Linked DNA regions of Mus musculus: regions 1, 2, 3 and 5 are each linked to region 4. Evidence: chromatin contacts called from public HiChIP or PLAC-seq and promoter capture Hi-C data. All regions are on one chromosome and are shown on one strand. Each heading gives the region's core, a stretch centred on a gene start, on an enhancer-like site or on the middle of the called end of the contact. The rest is flanking DNA. Distances are from core to core; before and after follow the strand shown.

What was found. HiChIP or PLAC-seq counts read pairs in DNA pulled down with a chosen protein or histone mark. Capture Hi-C pulls out chosen DNA fragments and counts their contacts.
Region 1: an H3K27ac HiChIP or PLAC-seq map of microglia shows a contact between it and region 4, with 4 times the contacts expected there. The contact joins the enhancer-like site here to the promoter of Gata4 in region 4. A contact is called at or near these places in 12 of 484 Hi-C or Micro-C datasets (the HL-1 cell line, bone marrow-derived macrophages, cerebral cortex and 7 more), 13 of 115 datasets of contacts at active chromatin or transcription factors (embryonic stem cells, extraembryonic endoderm stem cells, fetal liver and 4 more) and 2 of 9 other capture datasets (adipose tissue and embryonic stem cells).
Region 2: an H3K4me3 HiChIP or PLAC-seq map of embryonic stem cells shows a contact between it and region 4, with 2.3 times the contacts expected there. The contact joins the enhancer-like site here to the promoter of Gata4 in region 4. A contact is called at or near these places in 2 of 484 Hi-C or Micro-C datasets (the C10 cell line and liver) and 3 of 115 datasets of contacts at active chromatin or transcription factors (differentiating embryonic stem cells, embryonic stem cells and neural tube).
Region 3: a contact with region 4 is called in a promoter capture Hi-C map of liver. The contact joins the promoter of 2700070H01Rik here to the promoter of Gata4 in region 4. A contact is called at or near these places in 7 of 39 promoter capture datasets (the 3T3-L1 cell line, embryonic stem cells, epiblast stem cells and 3 more), 1 of 15 datasets of contacts at CTCF or cohesin (embryonic stem cells), 23 of 484 Hi-C or Micro-C datasets (the C2C12 cell line, the HL-1 cell line, the N1E-115 cell line and 15 more), 17 of 115 datasets of contacts at active chromatin or transcription factors (cardiomyocytes, embryonic forebrain, embryonic stem cells and 8 more) and 3 of 9 other capture datasets (adipose tissue, embryonic stem cells and liver).
Region 5: a contact with region 4 is called in an H3K4me3 HiChIP or PLAC-seq map of embryonic stem cells, with 11 read pairs. The contact joins the promoter of Fam167a here to the promoter of Gata4 in region 4. A contact is called at or near these places in 1 of 39 promoter capture datasets (HPC-7-derived erythroid cells), 2 of 115 datasets of contacts at active chromatin or transcription factors (embryonic stem cells and extraembryonic endoderm stem cells) and 1 of 9 other capture datasets (adipose tissue).

What each region holds. Positions count from the first base shown.
Region 1 is chr14:63,078,976-63,081,675 of GRCm38.p6, forward strand. No RefSeq gene overlaps it. Among named protein-coding and RNA genes, the nearest start is that of Gm35908, 9.5 kb to the left of the region's middle. Within about 2 kb of position 1,441, at least 25 of the 459 cell types and tissues checked have an H3K27ac peak or open chromatin away from gene starts, as enhancers often do. A contact at or near this core is called in adipose tissue, bone marrow-derived macrophages and microglia, where this site is marked.
Region 2 is chr14:63,459,608-63,462,307 of GRCm38.p6, forward strand. All of the region lies in intron 3 of Fam167a (family with sequence similarity 167, member A), which reads left to right. Among named protein-coding and RNA genes, the nearest start is that of Fam167a, 25 kb to the left of the region's middle. Within about 2 kb of position 1,259, at least 49 of the 459 cell types and tissues checked have an H3K27ac peak or open chromatin away from gene starts, as enhancers often do. A contact at or near this core is called in differentiating embryonic stem cells and embryonic stem cells, where this site is marked.
Region 3 is chr14:63,053,811-63,056,510 of GRCm38.p6, forward strand. It overlaps 2700070H01Rik (RIKEN cDNA 2700070H01 gene), which reads left to right and starts at 1,263. Exons shown (of 3, transcript NR_046019.1): 1 at 1,263-1,296; 2 at 1,957-2,142.
Region 4 is chr14:63,243,927-63,246,626 of GRCm38.p6, forward strand. It overlaps Gata4 (GATA binding protein 4), which reads right to left and starts at 1,345. Exons shown (of 7, transcript NM_008092.4): 1 at 1,225-1,345.
Region 5 is chr14:63,435,119-63,437,818 of GRCm38.p6, forward strand. It overlaps Fam167a (family with sequence similarity 167, member A), which reads left to right and starts at 1,276. Exons shown (of 4, transcript NM_177628.4): 1 at 1,276-1,514.

The DNA.
Region 1 (2,700 bases), core at 191-2,690, 160 kb before region 4:
AATGGGCTCTACCTGACAGCCCTGTTCTCCAAGGCTGTGGAAACTTCTGGACACAGGGCTGTCTAGTCTCATTTGCAGCATGTATAGTTTCTGCTTTCTGGTTCAGCTCGACTTGAGTAGCTCAGCCGCAGGCTCCGCCCTCTTAAACCATCCCCCATGGACCTCAGTCCCCAAAGCCATGAGCCTTGAGTTGCTTCTGTGGGTTATTTTGTCATTGCCATGAGAAAAGTATCCAATGCAGTCGTAAGTGAGTTGTTGCTCAGCAAAACAATTCAGTAGAAGCGCCTGCCGAGTAGCCTGAGAACTAGAGTTCCGATTTCCCAAGTAAAAGCTGTGGGGGCTCCCTGCTTGGTGGCACACACCTTTAATTCCAGCATTCGGGAAGCAGAGGCAGGTGGATCTCTGTGAGTCTGAGGTCAGCTTGATCTACATAGTGATTTTCAGGTTAGCCAGGGCTATGTAGAGAGACCCTGTCTCAAAAGCCAAAAATCAAAACAAAACAAAAACCCAGCCGGGCGTTTGCAATCTCAGTGCCCTGTTAGCAAAGACAGGGAATCCTTGGAGCAAATGAACTACAATGAACTAGTTAGAGTAATCAAAAGGGTGGTCTCCAGGGCCATCAAGAGGGAGGGAAAAATTCAGCGTCAACCTTAAGGCCCCCTCCCCCCCCCCCCGCCCCCCACGTATGCAGGTGCGCAGAGCAGACAGGAGCAGAACTGTTTTGGTTCCCGCTCTTCCACTACTACTATATCATTTTACCTTTGAACCTCCATTACCTTTACAAAATAAAAGAGCTGTGGGTGTATGTAGTTCAGTGGTAAAGCTCATGCTTAGTGTGTGTGGTGGAGGAGGCATGAACATGCCTTGCACATACTTAAAGGATGGAGCAAACATGAACCTGACGCGGCGCCAGGCTTAGGGAAGGGACATGCACTGGTCCTGCTAAGCACACACTGCACACTGTCAGTCACGCTAACTGTAGAATGGGTCTTTTTTATCTGCCTTCAGAGCTGCTGCGGGAGCCTAGTGGGAATCTGCGGTCAGCAACTTGTAGACTCTGAAAGACCGTGTAAACGTGCTGGAGTTAGCATCTGAGGGCCTAGGTCCTGGGACTCTGGCAGCAGGACTTCCTCTGTAGAAGGTTAACCATGGGGGTCTACCAGGGTTGTTCTGCCGCTGTTATCGCAGAACTGTAGGTAGAAAGCAGCGGGAAGCCGGGTCCCCTTTCCAGGGACCATCTGAAGTCACAAAGCTGGGCCACTGAAACCTCAAACACCAATGTAGATAAGGCATGTGACTGCAGTCAGGAGACACTGAGCCAACTGGGGGTGATCAAGAAAGGAAGCAAAAATCCTGAAGTGAGAGGTCTTTAGTGATGACTAAAGAAGAAATCCGCTGACCTCCGCTGTGCTGGGAAATCGCCCTCGTGTGTCTCTGGGCAGAACAGTCCTGAGTCCAGAGTTCAGGCTCAGCGACCTTCCTTCCTCCTTTCTGCCTAGGAGTCCCTCTGGCTTGAGGACCGGCCTGTGAGGTGGTTCTGGTCAGATTAAGCAAGTGACCCTCTTAAATTACTCCCTGATGGCCAATAAGGGCTTATGCAAACCAGGGACAAAAGAGGAGCGAAAATAATCTCATCATAGGACGCCCTGAAACCTGCTTTTATAAAAGGTTGGCTCTGTGAACTTCTACTTCAAAATCTGAAGTTTTAAATTTAATTCTCCTACAATACTTTCCACTAAACAAATATGTAAAGAAAAACATTTTATTTTTCAAAAAATAAAACCAGGAAGTGAAGATGCACTTCCTAAAACACATGCCTAGTGTGCACCACAGAATACAGTGTTTATAATGTCATACTTTAAAGAGAAAAACCACTGCACATGGTGGTAAACACCTGAAATCCTAGCTCTTAGAACTCTGCGGCAGGACGATTGTGAGTTTGAGGAAGATCTTGTAGCTAATTAATTTATTAATTATATAATTGAAAGGAAGGAAGGAATTAAGGACAGACTATAAAAAGAAATGTAGCTGGGATTGGTGGGCACATACTGTAAGCCTAGCACTTAGAGGCCAAGGCTAGTCCAACACTGGTTTGAGAATAGACCAGACCACACAGTAAGAGCCTGTCACAATAAATAAATAAATAAATAAATAAATAAATAAATAAATAAATAAATAGAAAAGGGGGAGAAGAAAGGGACAGCAGGCCAAGGGTCCCAGAGAATTTTGCACAGTGTACACAATTTTAAAAGAAAGTAAGTAAGCTATTGTAGAGGGCAGCCAGAGCATACTTCCACAGACTGGATGTGTGGAACCCAGAGAAACATTTTTCTTTCCGTTCTGAAATCTTGAAGTACGTCTGACATCAAAGTGCCATGCTCCCTTCAAAGACTTCATCAAAAGAATCCTTGGCCACTTCTCTCCTTCCTTCTGCTGACAGCCCTTGGAACTCCCTGGGGTATGGGACATGGCTGACACCCAGTCTCCGCCCCTGCCTGTCTCTGTGTCCACTCTTCTGTCGAAGATACAGTGAGGGGTACCTTGTTGAACCCACAACTTGGATGCAGCAATTGGAAGTAGCAAATGGTGGTTTTGAAGTGAACCTTAGGTGGGCTGTTAGAGGCAAGCCGTTCCGTGCCTGCTGGCCACACTGAAGGAAACTTGCATCCTTGGGCTGAGAATGTAGCTCAGAGATACAGC
Region 2 (2,700 bases), core at 9-2,508, 220 kb after region 4:
GGCCCGATTATGGGATTACTGGATGAACAGACCACACCTCTGAATCCAGCCTGTGCCTGTCTCCGCAGAAGCAGGACAAGCCACCCTGGGGGAGGGATGGAAAATAAGTGCATTCTACCCTGTGCTTTAGAGGACAGGAGTCAACCCATGCTGAGCTGAGTTCCTTAGGCTGGAGTCTAGGACCGGTGATCCAACCTAGGTGTTCCTGTGGGTCTTGGCCTGGCTTAGAGGGAAGCACTTGGCCACAGGTAGCTACTGCCCTGCAGTCAGCCAGTACAGCTTCCCGGTACATACAGCTTCTTGTCTGATCTGGAAACGTCATCAGCCCCTTCTTGGAGAAGTGGAGGCAGAAGCTCAGGGAGCATAAGTGACTGGTTTAGATAGCAGGAGAGGAGCCCCGCTCACAACAGGATCTCCCCAAGAAGTCTGCTGCCTCCAGGCCCTAGGAGAACCAGTACAGGACTCGGGTGGTGTCAGAATATCACCATTCCCAGGAGGGCTGGGCCTGAGTCAGGTTTCTCATCTGTAAGACAATAAATGTGATGCCTCTGGCCCGGGGTTGAGGAACTGATGAGGAAACAGTACAGGTCAAGTACCTCAAGTGCCCGGAGCCAGGGGTTGGGGGACATCTTGCCATCCTAACTATCTACGGTGACCTGTGTCCTTTAGGCATGGTTAAGGAAATTTAGTATAAAATGACTCTCAGCCATGTGGACCGGGAGAGCATGATGGAAAATGAAGTAAGAGCACAAACACAAAATAGATCCTGCGGGGGTGGGGGTGGGGGTGTAGAGGAAGAGACAGGCAACTGAGATGGGCTTGTCAGGGGCCGGAGGAAGCGGATGGGGAATTGTCCTTATTTCTTTTTTCTTTTTCTTTTTTTTAAATGAGTACATATTTTAGTTGAGAAAGATGGAAAATTTCTGGAGTTGGGTGGTGGCTACGGTTGCACCAAGATGATAAGTGTAGATTTGTCATTTTGGTTTTAAATTTGGGAGTCTTAGCCCTTCACATTTTAGAAAAAAAAATATTTGTGTGTGTGTGTGTGTGTGTGTGTGTGTGTGTGTGTGTGTGTGTGTGTGACAGAGAGAGAGAGAGAGAGAGAGAGAGAGAGAGAGAGAGAGAGAGAGAGACAGAGAACCACAGAGAGAACACTGAATGCTCACTAATTTTCTCCAAGGCAATTGCTCTGTATTCCAGACCCAACGGTGAATGAGAACATTTGCATTCATTTGCATAACCACTGGGAGTCCATCCTGGATCTTAGGGCTCTTTTGGCTCCAGGCACCTGGTAGGCCACAGAGCCAAGTCTGAGGACACAAAAGTACTGAAACAACAGCAGCTTGCCAGCGTGGGCAGAGGAAATGTCAGGATGGGACTGGGTTTCAGGTCAAGTGGAAACAGCTGGTGGCCTGTCTTAGTGACAAAGCTTTGTAAATGGGAACCTGGCTGCCCACGAAGCCTAGGGAGACCATAGTTACATTCCTTCTCTGCTGAGTCACAGTCCTGTGACAGGCTGAGGGACACCTTGAAGCCTTCTGAGCTGCAGTATCCTGACTTGCAAAATACAGACCTTCACGGCAGGTACCTTGGGGAGGCTGAGGTACCACAGGGTTTGGTATATAGATGGGTTTTGAAAAGTACTGCTGAGAGCTGTTCTCAGTGCATCCCGTTCTTAATGGGAAATAGAGGTGCTGAAAATATCAGAAACCCTCTACAGGGTCCTTGAGCATTGACCAGCTCGATCTCCCAGACTCCCTCTACCTAAGAGGCAGAACTGAGTTGTCAGTCTCCTGGCAACCCACAGTCTGTGCTCCCATCTCAGCTTTACCACCAAGGGCCTTTTGACAGTTGACGTTAACTTCCCCATCTGTGACTTGTGACATAGTAAGAATTTTACTCCATAGGCTATCATGAGGATTAGCTCTAGTGTGTTAGCTCTGCCTGGTTCATAGTAAAACAGCTTATAAATATCAGCTCATTTTTATGATTGGCTCTTAGGAACCTTTATTTAAAATAAAAAATGTATCAGTGAGTAATTGTAAGACATCTGATGAAAGAAAAAAAAATAGCAGGCTGCAGAAGGAGGGATAGCCACACCTCTTTAAGAATGTGCCCACTGGTCCGATCCCACACCCCAGTAGATGGCCCAAAACTCATGTGTAGATAGATGGGCAGCATTAACTGGAGTCAGGGTTTCTGGTTTTGTTTTTTGTTTTTTAAGGACATGGATTTATAAGAGTGGGCATATACTCTGGCAAGCTGGAGGAAGGTAAATGGATATGACCAAAATATAATGTAAAACGTATGACCGTTCAAATTATAGAGCATGTTATGGCAGCCCACATACATGATCTAATTGGGACTGTCACAGTGGAAAATACCTTTGTCCACCCCATCACATGCCCCTTCCCACCCAGAAGCTATGTTACCAAATCTGGTGTCTCCCTCCTTCTGAACCCCTTGAGCCCCTTGAACACCAAAGGATGGGAATGGATGGAAAGGAACTTTAAGCCAGGACTGGCACAGAGAAAGACTTAGACATAGTCGCTAGCCTGGCACAAAACTTCATCAGGCAACAACACTATCCCGTTCCATCGCAGTCTTTTCACCTCTCTGGCCAGGAAGTGTGCCGTCACTAGATGGACCTGTCGATGATCCATGACATCAGTTAGGATCCCTATTAATGAGTGTCCTCAG
Region 3 (2,700 bases), core at 13-2,512, 190 kb before region 4:
AAGTCCTTGAGATTACTTCTATGAAGATATGATGTGTGTGTGTGTGTGCATTTGCATGTGTGTATGTTCGAGTGAAATGTGGGTGGTGTGTGCATGCATGTGCGTGTGTCTGTGTGTGTGTTGTGCATGTGCATGCTACAACCCATGTGTGGAGGTCAGGAGACAGCTTTGTCGAGTTGGTTTCTTTTTTTCCCTTCCCTTCTCTCTTTGTACATAGGTTCTAGGAGTGGCGCAGAGATGACCCTGAGCTGTCTCACTAGCCCAATATTGGAGTGCTTTTAAATGGAACACACCCAAGCTAAAAAAAAACCTTCTGCTACTCACAACGCAGCATTGTAGGCAACCTCCCAGACAAAACAATGGGGAAGAGAAGCTGGGCGCAACAGTAACCCCACGGACTGCCACTCACTTGAATTTTAAGAACATGGCACTGTGTCCAAAGCAGGGAAGGGGCTGTTTCTGGTGGGTGAGTGAGGAGGAAGAGGATGAAGAAAGTGTTGAGAACACTCTGGGAACCTGTATATGAACCCAAACATTTTAAGAGCCCCTCAATCCACTTGCACACAGAAGACCTGTCATCCACAATATTTCTTAATGAGTTCTTGGGCCTCATAGACACATTGGGAGCTTTTAATCAGTGAGTGGAGCTAGGAAGTGGGTCACATCATCCCAGAAAAAAAAAAAAAAAAAGTAACTAACAAGCTTTCCTGGGTAGCCTCTGAAAACCCCAAAGAGCTGGAAAGGCCTCCTAGGATAACAACAAATGCTGGAAGTGTTTCAGAATAGCAGCACAGATGTCCGGGGGAGCATAATTGTTCCTTCTGCGTGTGGTAGGCTAGTTCAGGGTCCAGTCAGAGCTCACCAGACCCCTGAGAGAACCAGGAAAGAGGCTAGCCCAGCCTTTCAGTTGAGCTCCCATTTTCTCTTCCAGACCTCAAGCATGGGCTGCCTGGCCACTCCCTGCCCTCTGAGTCTCTTCTCATCATTCTCAGAATGAGGCACTGTCCAGACAAGACCCAGGCTGTCCACCCTGTGGCGCCAGCAAGCGGAGAGCAGACAGCAGGGCCCCTGCCTCCACCACCTCCCTTCCCCTGGCACCAAAACAAATGACCTCATCTGAGGAACCAGCTCCTATCAGCCACCAGCCTCCCTCCAGGCCAGCAGAGGGATCAACGGGAGGGGAGGAGGCTGGCCCTGGGCTCTGCCTACTTTGGCACAGACCTGGTTCTGCGGAGCATCAGCTGCCGCCTTTAAATCAGGGAGGCTTCGGCTTTGTTCTTGGGTCCTGGATACTGGGTGAGCCCTACTCCTGCATGTAGCCCCCCCCCCCCCCCCGACGTCTCCCTCTGTGCTATCCTTGGGTACACATAACTACAAAGGACAGCCACCACACAAATAGCCAACGAAGGACTGAGGAGGCTCTGTGTATGCATGTGTGCATGCATGCATGCTTGCATGCGTGTGTGCTTGTGAACAGCCTCAGGTATTCATTCTTGGTTTTAGACACTACTCAGTGGCCTGGAACTCAGCAAGAAGGCTACACTGGCTGGCCACCAAGCCCAGGGATCCACTGCCTCTGCCTTCCAGGGGCTAGGGTTGCACACATATACACCACCTGACTTTTTGTGGTTATCATGGTTTTGGTTTGTATTGATTGATTGATTGGTTGGTTGATTGCACGGATGATTCTGGAGAGTCCACAGTGCCTTTACTCTGTGCAAGAGAGTCATTTCACCCAGTCCAGAAATGGAAGTCTAGGATTCTAACTGTGCCAGGGCCCCATCACCCCCTGTTCTGCCCTGGCACTGCAGTGGTGTGGTAGAGGCCTCCTATAGGTGATGGGGTGGCAGCCATGTCCCACCAGATGATGTGACTGACATGGTGGCTTTGATATCAGTATCTTTTTCCAATCTGGTTCAGCATTTAATGATGGTGCTCATGATGTTGTCTACCCAGGGGCAGACTCTCGAGACTTCCACAACATGTGACCTTCAGCAAAGTCTTAGAACACTTCTAGACCTCAGCAAGTAACCTACGAGAGGCGGTTATGACTGGTCCTGTCTTCAAGCTAGGCTGCAAGAGTCAAGTGGCAACTGAATCAGTGCATCATGCCCAGCATGGAGGAAGCCATCAGTCATCCTGGTCAGTTATCAAGATCCACAGGGTGGTGGCCTCGGAAAGTGTGCGGCTCCATCTGACTTCTCTATCCCAGTCAGTCTGACTGCACCTCCTGTTGAGTGTGTGAATAGGGGCCCAGTGACCTTCCCAAAGGTGGCTGGCATCCCTGTATGCTGGATCGCAGGACCCATTTTGGTCTTTCTGTCCTTGCCCAGGCTAGTATACACAGTGATTATGTATGCATTGCAAGCACCTTATTATTAGAAGAGAGCAGGGGTGTGGCTAAATCGGTAGAGTGCTTGCCTAGCACACAGGAAACCCTGGGTTCCATTCTCAGCACTGCATAAACGGTGCTGCTCAGTGCTGTAATCCCAGCACTCAGGAGATGGAGGCAGGGGAATCAAGTAAGTTCAGGCTAGCCTGGGATAGCTGAGACTAAAAAGAGGGGGGGCGGGGTGGAGGAGAAAGTGGAAAAAGAAGAGAGAAGGAGGAGAGAAAGGACTAGAGAAAGTAATCGTTAGACAAGAGGTGGATTTTGTTCAGCATCAGGGAAGACCTGTATCAGGTCTCTCTCCCCTGGAG
Region 4 (2,700 bases), core at 95-2,594:
TTCACTTAAGTCTAGTCCGGCCTGGCCTAGACTTTTCTCTCTCTTTCAAATCACCCTACAACGTTCATCCCAAGTTCCCCAACAGAAAGAAAATTATTTCTCTTTTCAGGATTTAGTCCACAGCTTTTCTGGAACCTGTTTTTGAGAGTCAGAAAATACACCGCGCTGGAATGTGTCTTTTTACAGGTCTTTCCTTTAGGCTCCCGCGGGTCTCTCCGGTCCCCGCCACACTGAGAATGGTCACTAACCAACTTATACACTAACCCTCCGTAATCTCCCCAGGTAACCTTTCTTTCTTCTAATGTCCGAAGCGTCCTTCCTGGCTGCCTTCCTTTTCCAAAGGTACAGGAAATAAATTCCCGAGGTGCTTCCCAGCAGCGCGGCCTTATTTCCCCGGATCCTTTACTGCCTCGGGTCCCTCACTATCCTCTTCCTTTCAACCGAAAAGCCCCTCTTTCCTTCCACCTGGTGAAAGTTCATCACCCAGACATCTCTTCCCCAAGAGTAACAACTGCCAACTCTCCCGGGTCACATCCAAGCGATAGAATACGTGAATCAGGGGAGCTTGAGCCGACTACCCAAGACTATCCCTGATTTCCGCCGGGGTTTTGGCCCTGGGTCGCTTTCTCCCCGAAAGCGGTGTATGTGGGTAGTATTCAGCAGTGCATAACACACACAATTCCTGAGCCCTAGAGGAGTTTGAGGAGGTTGGACAGAAAGCAGAAGAGATCCGCAAGTTTCCGAGCCTATCTCCAAGGGCCTCCAGCCCTCCCCCAGGTCCCAGGGCTGCCTGCCACTGCCACTCTGCACTCCCTGCGTGGCAGGCTGGAGACACTATCCTATCTGCACCCCAAAGTGTGGGCTATGCGGCCTGTCCAGGGTCAGTCGGTCAGAGAGATTACACGGGCCCTGGCCAGTGGGATGGAAGGCAGAGTTGGAGAATCTGCAAACAGGACGGATTAAAAGGATTCATGTTCCCTCCCAAACAATCCAAACGCACCTCTCCAGCACCCATCAGTTTTTGCTGCTAATCAGTCTCACTTGATTTAATAGTCCTCGCTAGGCCAAAGTCAAAAGCGGAGCAGTTTTTAGCCAATCTGGGGGCACTGGAGTGACCGGCGTCTCCTTTCCCAGCTACCTACCTCCCTATTCCAGGCAAACTAGGGCGGCGGACTTGTGAGTTTCTCCTGCCCCGGAAAAGAGCAGGGACTCGGGGAACCCTACCTGGCCAGCTCCAGTTTCCCAGAAAACCGGCGCGATCTCCGTGAGTCCGCGGAGCTGCAACTGCGGCTGAGCCTCGGGCGGCCACTCTGCGGGCCTCCGGCTTGTCCCCTGCTCCCGGCGCGGTTCCCCGGGCCCCCGCGTAGCGATCGCCTGCGCTGACTGGCCTAAGGGAGTCACGTGCAAGGGCGGGGGCGGGGGAGCCCGGACCCGGCAGCACCTCCGCCCGGCGCCCGCCCGCAGGACTCTTCCCAAAGCTCCCCCAACAGGCAAAGTCCATGCGCGCGGAACTCTCGGGGAAGGAAAGCACTCAGTGCCGGGCGCTCCGTTCTGCCCTCAGTGCAGCCCGACGTCCTTGCGGTTTGCTGCTCTGCCAAGGATCGTGTTTATTCTCCTTCTCTTTCCTCCCTACTCTCAGTGGTCCACGTCCAGCGCCCTGTTCAAGGGGCGGGGCTGGTAGAGGAGAAGGTGACCTCGCACACTGGGCTCATGGTCGCCGGTGGGGCACTGGGTCACCCGGGATGCCTTGCTAGCCTCAGATCTACGGGGCCCTTGAAGTGAGCTCGGGAGAGGGTCAGGAGGCACTAAAACCTGAACTGGCCCTTAAGGTCAGTGCCTAGAGACGCAAGCGCTCTTTTCTCCTTCCCACGAGCCGGTGGAGACTGCAAGGCGCCGAGAACCTCCACCAGCCCAGGAGTTTATGTATTTATACAAAACGCGCACCCCTCGCCGCCGACACTTCTTCCCACTCCTGCGGTCTCCCGTCCCTTCTCATCACTCCCTGTAGCCCTCACCGACTGGGGTCCAATCAAAAGGATGAAGTGGGGGTGGGGAGCCTGGTCTCTAACCTTAGAGCCCATTCAAGGACTGTAGTTCCTTCCCTAGGGTGGGGGTAGGGAGGGTGCCAGACCTTAGTTTGGAGTCGGCGTCAGTGCCTGTAGGCCCTGGCGCAGTGGAGCTGTGAGGGGAGAGTCCCTCAGACAGGTCTAAAGGTTAATAGAGCAATCACAGGGCCCTATTACCGCGTAAAAATAACCCATCGATTACCACAGCCTTCAGCTGCAGATAACAGCTCTCTGGTGGCTCTCGCGCTTTGGGCTAAACTTTTTTTTTTCTTCTTTTAAGCCCTCATTTCTCTCCCCGGCACCGGTTTCCAATACAAGATTAGAGGGGTCAGGAGAGGGCTGGAATACCACCTGGTAAGAACCCTGTGCAGCCCGAGAAGGCTCGGGATGGCACCGGCTCCCGCAGTTCGAGGACTGACTGCAGATTGCTATTGCTATTGCCCCGCCAGTGCAAAAGCAACCCAGGCGCTAGGAACAGGCTGGGACGCCGAGCCAATTGAAAGGGAAAACCCGTGGGACTTTGGCCAACCCGTGGGGATCTCAGGAAAATCCCAGAGGAAGGACTGAGCACGGCTGCGCCGGGGGAATTCTCTTTTCCAAACCGAAGGGGCCCGAGGTCCAGAGCGGCTCTAGA
Region 5 (2,700 bases), core at 26-2,525, 190 kb after region 4:
CTAACACACACAGTAACACACACAGTAACATACATACAGTTACACACACACTAATACACTAACACACGCTAACACACACACACTAACACACACACCCTGGAACATGCTGCAGACTACCGTTGAACCACTTCCTTCCACAAGGTTCTCAGCCAACACTGAGCTCAAGCAAGTTCCCTGACATCTCTCTGCCACATTCACTGACCTACAAGGAGCACTTGGGCGGGCTGCAGGCATGGCAACGACCAACCAAGCCAGCTACTTGATATCTTCATCCTGCTAACCTCACTCCTACCCCAGTCTACCCAGAGTCCAGACACAGTGGTTCATGGGGAGGGGTAGGTTGGGTGTTGAGGTCACACCTCAGGTGCTCCTCTAGCCAGCAAGAAGGGTCAAGGAGCATCCTTAAAACCACAGCAACTGACTCAAGAGACAGAGGAGATGAAGGTGACTCATTCTCTTGGAAAGACCCTTCTACCCTTAGGGTTTTAGGGAGCTGGTCGAGGACAAAGAGACCACCTTCTGGCATCACCCCAAGCTGGTCTCTTGTGTGGGCCCCTTGCCTCATCCTGCAGTCAGGATGGTCCTAAGAGTCTACAAGCATGTCAGTCCAGCTTCTGTTCTCTGTGACCCTAAGTGCTAGCAGCTCCAGATGCCAACAGCTCTAGGTGCTCACGGAGCAGGGTTGGAACTTAGGGCAGTAGAACCTGACCCTAAGAGTATTAGGACAGATGCAGCTGCTGCAGTTCCCAAGAATGAGGTGCAGGTGGTTAAGGAGGCTCTCACATCAGGCCCACCAGCACTACCCACAGCTCTTTCCTCTTAACATCCCAGTTTTCCCCACTTGAAAACTAAGCCAGAGCTGCCCACAAATGCCTACCCAGCTGGAGCCCTGCAATGGTGTGGCACGCGAGCGCGCGAGCGCGCAGGTCAGTGCCAGTTGGTCTGACTTGGTGGCTGCTGCTGGGATCAGGAACCCAAGACTTTCCTGGGTGGAGTGCAGCCCGCTTTCCCTGCCCATTCCCTCAGCGAACTGCTGACAGTGGCAAAGCCACGTTGCCATGCTTGGAGGGAGGGGGCAGTAAGACGGGACGGGACGGGACATAACTCTCTTTGCTTTGATCTTAATGGGAAAAAAAAGTTTGGGTTTGATTTCGCCTGGAGCTTGCTGAGAGTTCCTGACTGGGCTTGGCCTTGCACGGGGAGGGAGAATCGGGGGTCTTTAGGACCCGGGTGCACTCGGACCAGCGGTGCCGGGAGGCCGACCTGCCGCGGCTTGAATGGGAGGCGGGCGGCGGCGCCGAGAGGCTGGCGGCGGACTAGCTCTACGGTCGCCAGGCAACCGCCCTGACGCAACGCAAAAGAACGTCCCTTCAAAAAAGAACGGTGCGGAGAATTCGCACCGCTACGGAGCCCGGGAGCTCGGGAGGCGGGAGCCGAGCTCCGAGGGAGGGCGGGCGCGGGCTGGCGGCGGGGACCGCGACAGCTCCGAGGACGCGCGACTGGAGCTCAAGAAGGTGGGTTCGCGGCGGTGAGGCTTGGCTGAGGTGCTCGGGGTGCCCAGGTCTTCAGGGTGGGCATTGGGGTCCCTGGATCCCACAGCCCTGGAGGGGCGGGGGGACACCGCCATAGGACAGCGTGGTTCCCTCGTATTTGCTCCTGGGGTTTCAGGCCTCTCTGGAAGGCGGGGGGGGGGGGGGGGGGGAGGGGGGCGGGGGGGCAGGTGTGGACTCCATGCCTCTGGTCCCAGCTCAGGGATATGTATGATTCCAAGTGGGAACCTGGGGGGTCTGTAATGAGAGAGAGAGAGAGAGAGAGAGAGAGAGAGAGAGAGAGAGAGAGAGCTCTTGGGACTGGTCTAGATCAACTCATCTAGGCTGATAACCCCCACACTTATACATCTAAGAGAGATGAGAGTTCTTTTGGGGGGGGGGTGAGACAGGGTTTCTCTATATAACCCTGGCTGTCCTGGAACTCACTTTGTAGACCAGGCTGGCCTCGAACTCAGAAATCTGCCTGCCTCTGCCTCCCAAGTGCTGGGATTAAAGGCGTGCGCCACCCTTAACTCAGGGCTCTTAGCCATATGGCACCCCAAGAGTGATGTCAGGGATACCAGAGGGACTGTACACCCAAACGATGTGCAGTGAATGAGCAGGTCAGCCTTAGAGCTGGGCTCCTGAATGGCCAGAAAGACAAGTGTGTGTGTGGCGGGGTGGGGGTGGGGGCTTTCTCTCAGACGTGGTTTCTGTATGTATGGGTTCTGTTGTGGGTAAGCCCTCTTGGGGACATCTGGAAGATGAGTTGGCTCCAGGTTGGTGTCCTCAGTTTCATTCACTCACCAGCAAGTTCTGTCTCTCCCTCCCACCACCAAACCATCATCCATGGAGAATCTGGGATGAGACCATGTCCTGTACAGAGTGCCTAGTAGATGTGGCTCCAAAGTAGCTTCCCCTCCACACACCAGAGTTCTCTCCATTCTCCTCCCTCCCCTTCTCTTCTCTCCTCTTCCCTTTCCTCTTTCCTCTTTCCTCTCTCCCCTCTCCTCCTCCTCCTTCCTCTCTGTCTCTCTGTCTCTCTGTCTGTCTGTCTCTCTCTCTGTGTCTGTCTGTCTCTCTCCTTTCTCTCCTCTCCCACCAGGCTTGGGACTCAAAGTCTTGGCAAAGCCAAGGTAACCAAGGTACCTGTTAGCCTGTCCTCAGCCTG